Regions from separate parts of the Danio rerio genome. Here region 2 is linked to region 1. The links are chromatin contacts, called in public HiChIP or PLAC-seq maps. All regions are on one chromosome and are shown on one strand. The core of a region is the stretch at or near the end of the contact, and the rest is flanking DNA. Distances in the headings are between cores, read along the strand shown. Region 1 holds the start of tssk6 (testis-specific serine kinase 6). Region 2 holds the start of midn (midnolin).

The links. HiChIP or PLAC-seq counts read pairs in DNA pulled down with a chosen protein or histone mark.
Region 2: an H3K4me3 HiChIP or PLAC-seq map of embryo shows a contact between it and region 1, with 3 times the contacts expected there. The contact joins the promoter of midn here to the promoter of tssk6 in region 1. A contact is called at or near these places in 1 of 18 Hi-C or Micro-C datasets (embryo) and 1 of 4 datasets of contacts at active chromatin or transcription factors (embryo).

What each region holds. Positions count from the first base shown.
Region 1 is chr22:18,080,380-18,082,964 of GRCz12tu, reverse strand. tssk6 (testis-specific serine kinase 6) reads left to right here and starts at 1,274. Exons shown (of 1, transcript NM_001044845.1): 1 at 1,274-2,080. The coding sequence starts at 1,274. The coding sequence ends at 2,080.
Region 2 is chr22:18,450,340-18,452,924 of GRCz12tu, reverse strand. midn (midnolin) reads left to right here and starts at 1,300. Exons shown (of 7, transcript NM_207052.1): 1 at 1,300-1,817. The coding sequence starts at 1,594.

The sequences.
Region 1 (2,585 bases), core at 25-2,524:
TAAAGTAACATATTACAATGTTCACAGCAAGAAGGTCGCTGGTTCGAGCCTCAGCTGGGTCTGTTGGCATTCTGTGTGGACTTCGCGTGGGTTTCCTCCGGGTGCTCCGGTGTTATGCCGAGAAACACACCTCTGCCGCAAAATGCACCCTCTCATAGACTTTTATTAGCATTCTCAGTCGACATAAATAAATAAATAAAAGGTCTTAGTTTATTAAAACGTAAAATTATTATTTTATGTGTACGTTTAAAAACACTAGATTTACAAATAAATGAAACATTTTATTAAGTGTAGCCTAAAATTAGCCTTTTTGTTGGGTTTTAAACAGGGTAAATGAAACACAAAATTGTTGCTGTTTTAAACTAAACCACACATACTTAATATCTGTATGACTGTAAGTCAATCTATTTACTTATATCTTTATATATCTTTAGTCAGGAAGGTTCCATTCATGAAACTCACCTCAATCACTCTAGAGTCAACTCTATTATTTATTATTGACTAAGCCAAAAAGAAAATTAATGAATGAAAAATACAATATTAAGTCGCTTTGAAGTAACAAATTTGTTACTTTGTTATTTTTTAAGCAAAGCAGGCAAATGTAAAGCAAAATTATTCGTTTTATATACATTAAAATAGGCTTAGGATTGTAATTACTACTTTTTAACAAAGTTTAAAAGTATGAAAGAGTTTAACATTGAGTTGTACTGCAAACAATAAAGATCTATATATGTGGATCTAGACTAGTTACACTCTCCTATATATTTTACTCCGAGGCAGAAACCAACATCACGTTCATTTTCATCTGTTATTATTGTTCTCATTAATCTGAACACAAGAGGACACTAAAGGCACGTGTAAACGGGGTCTAAAACAGAGAGCTTTTAAGTCAAAAACACTTGAGTGGATTGATTTCATAGTGTAAATACTCATTTGATCAAATGACTCAAACATTTGAGTGCTTGTTAACACCATGGACCAGGTTAAGCATTTCAGCTGACCACTTGATCAGATCGCTTAAAATGCTAATAAAAGGTGGAAATAGGTCCATGTTATGCATTAATTGTGATTAAATAATTGAGTACAGATAACAGAGGCCTAAATTACTGCTTCCAACATTCTTAACCTGTAGAATGATCTATGATGACATCATAGAATAGAATGCTTAAAGAACACAGTAGAATGCACATTCTTATGACATGGGTGAGGAATGCAGTGCAAACTCAAGCTTGACAGTTCTCCTGAGATTGTAGCATACATCTGTTGAGACAAAATGTCTATTAACAACGTTTTGAAAGGCATGGGCTACACTTTCCTCACCTCAATTGGTGAAGGCTCCTTTTCTCGAGTCAAGCTTGCCACCTCGCAGAAGCACTGCTGTAAGGTGGCTATCAAAATTGTAGACCGCATGAGGGGCTCTGCGGATTTCATCCAGAAGTTTCTCCCAAGGGAACTGGCGGTTTTGAGACGGGTGAATCACGAGAACATCATCCAAATGTTCGAATGCATTGAGGTGGCGGGAAAGCGACTCTGCATCGTGATGGAGGCTGCGGAGAAAGATCTCCTTCAGAAGATACATGAGGTCCATCATATTCCTAAAGACCTAAGTAAAACCATGTTTGCGCAGATGGTCAGCGCTATCAACTACCTCCACCAGATGAACATTGTCCACCGAGACCTGAAGTGTGAAAACATACTGTTAACAGCCGATGAGAAAATTAAGATTGCAGACTTCGGCTTTGCTCGATTCGTTGAAGACCCTTCAGAGCTCAGTCATACCTTCTGTGGATCTCGGGCCTACACTCCACCGGAGGTCATCACAGGAACGCCGTATGATCCAAAGAAGTATGACGTATGGAGCCTTGGGGTGATTCTGTATGTCATGGTGACTGGAACAATGCCATACGATGAAACCAACGTCAGACGACTTCGCCTTCTTCAGCAGAGACCATTGAATTATCCAAGTAATGTCGCCGTTGAGGAACCATGCCGGGTGTTTATCAGAACTCTGCTCCAGACAAATCCTTCCACAAGGCCAACTATTCAACAGGTGGCCGGACATTCTTGGCTGCAGAGCTAAAGCACAAGAACTCATAAAACCATGTGTTGGATTGCAAATTAATAAAATCTATTCATGTTGGAATGGTGTGTCTGTATATTTGAGTTTACATTTATATTTTATATTTGGTCGGGGGGGGCGATCATGTTGCCTTAGATCATTTGACCATCCTGGTTGACCAAAACAATTGACAAATTTGTAATTCGTCCTCCACAATAAAGAGTCTCAATAAAGAGCGGCACACATTTCGGGTTGCAGCACTAGCAATATAGGAAACAGGAAATGTGGAAAATACCAAGACAGTTACCAGAACTTTGGTTTTATTCCATTTTTTTCCCAAAGAATCCCTGACCCAGCAACAATGCATTATCTGCGCCAAATTTCTTGCTAATGAATGCAAGAGGCCGAATTAATGACATTTGCAGACGACTCATCTTTAATATTGCAACAAGCCCATGGCATTTTTGAGCCCATAGAAAAAGAATTTACATGCCCAAAATTAGATGGAAAAAAATGGCACCTAATT
Region 2 (2,585 bases), core at 51-2,550, 370 kb before region 1:
ATAAACCGACACATCAACCATTTGGTAGAGGTTGATATTTTAGAAATGTAAAATAAAATGCATTGAGTGTGTTAACTAGCGACATTAGGAGTTAAGAAATGCAAGGCAGTGATAGGGTTAAGACAACAACAACATACACGTGTTCAACATGAATTTCTTTAATAAATTAATATTTCAGTGACATTCCTGATTTTCTGTCAGTAAAAAGGCTCTAAATGACAATATTTTTATTTTAAATTTGCGAGAAGACCTTTTAAAAATAAAGCCATAGCTGTATAAGTCCAGTCAGGAGCGGATTTAACCAATAAGCAAGATAAGCGGCAGCTTAGGGCCCCAGGAAATCTGAGGGCCCCCAAATAAATACCTAGAAGTATAAATTACTCCTATAAATTATATTTAAATCATATTTTGTATAACAAGTGTGTCTAAAAAAATAAAAGTTTAATGTTTATTATATCTGTGCAAATGTATCCCTCAATCATGGAGAAGTCCAGCAAATTAGGTAAAGAATTACTTTTAATTTTCAGAAAATAAATAATTTAAAATGCTTACGAGATGCATTACATGTTGGTATTATTTTTGCATTAAGAAGACAAAATGTAGAAAAAGAAAAAAAATGCAAAATAAATCAATTAAAGTACAAAATGAGCATTTTAGAACTTTTGTTCCCCATGGCTGAAATTGCTTGGGCCCCCAAATCACTAAATCCTAAATCCAGAGGAAGCATAATTGTCAAGTGGTTTTTAATATGTTTCCATAGCTGTATATAAAAACTACAAATCCATAAACTCTTTAGCTTCAGCAAAAGAATGTCTACCATTAAATGTCAACAAATATGCAACATTAGCTACACACGAAAAGCAAGGTGACACAAAGTATTTTTGCTGTGTTTTGAAAATAGACCGCGCAGTGTTGCTGTTTAAACATTCAAGGTTATATTGGGTGACTTTTGTTACTTTGACAGTTTGCCTCATGAATGGTGTGGAATTGGTAACAGTGGGCTGGAACTCCAGGACTGGAGCTCGTCGCCCACTCAGATTGGATTTGTCCTCAATGAGGAAAGCGGTGTGGGGGAGAGAAATGAGGCGGTGTTTGCGCTCCACGTGGGTGAGCAGGCCGTCCTCCCGTTGGCTGTGTATATGACGTCACCACTAGCCCCTCCTTTGATTGGGCAGAGCTTTTGTGGGTGTAATCATAGCGGCACAGTGGAAGTGAGACACGGTGAAACAACGGGCATTATTATGCGTGTTTCACTGGAGTTTCTCTCCGCGATGAGAGCTGCGCTTTAAAACATAGGAACAGATATAAAGAAATATACATATATAAAGAAAAGAAGGAAAGATCGCGCTGGTTTTTGCAGTACACTGTCAACGACAAAGGACTACACTTGCAGAATATGCATTTGAATGCACTATCGGAAAAATAGAATTAAAAACTGCTGTATTTGAAGATATTAATTCGGGGGATCGCCGCAGGATCCATCACCAAACGGGAATAATCATTGGGAATATTTTTCCAATAGCTTTCCATTGAGACACCCAGCCCTATCCGCCCGCTTCCATCGACCCTGTCTCCTCTATCGTAGGCTATCGAATGGACCAGCATCCGAGCGCCCGGAGCTGCAGCAGTCGCGGAGCTGCGCCGTCCTGCGAGAGCGTCTCCGGCGAGCCCCCCATGAATTTGTACATCCACTCCACCACCGGCACACGCTTCGAGCTCTCCCTTCCCGCAGAAGAGACCGTGGAAGGGCTAAAGCGAAGACTCTCTCAAAGACTGAAAGTACCCAAAGAAAGACTCGCTCTGCTACACAAAGAAACGTGAGTAGTGGTCTGATGTGTTCCTGTTAGATTGCACGGGTTAGCTGTTTTAACAATGAGCCGGTCAGAAGGTGGCTTTGGCTGGGTTTCCTAATGGAGATTTTTTTTAGCCATGCCTATTGGCAAGCCGTTTTAGCATTTATTAATTTAAGCTAGTATGTTTTGTATGTTTTTTTTTCTTCTTATTAGTACTTACTCCAGTAGTGCCTATAGTTTGCCTTTCTAACTCGCTGGAAAAAATTCACAAGATAGCAGTGTTTATTCACTAGTTCTTATCTATTAAACATTACAGCATTTAAAGGGATAGTTCACTCATGACTGAAAATTCTGTCGTTATTTACTCACATGTTCCAAACCTGTTTAACTTTCTTTCTTCTGTTGAACACAGAATAAGATGTTTCGAAGAAAGCTGAAAACCTGTAGTAATTGTTTTCCCTATCATGGAAGTCATCGGTTGGTTACAGGTTTTCAGCTTTCTTCGGAAATCGCTTAGGGGTGAGTACGTTTTCAATTTTTGGTAAATTATCCCTTTAACTATTGTTGACACTGATAGTCATTCTAACTGTTCACTTCTGACCAGCTAATATCTATTCCAGTTTTAATAGCAACTCTTAATTTAATACTATTTTATTTTTAAAAATGAGTCATTTTGACTACTGACATAGTTATCAATTCCAGTGTTATACCGTGACTACCAATGAAATAATAATCTCTAGTATGCAAGGAGTAAGCAGTTGCTGACTATCTGAATACATTGTCGTCACTACC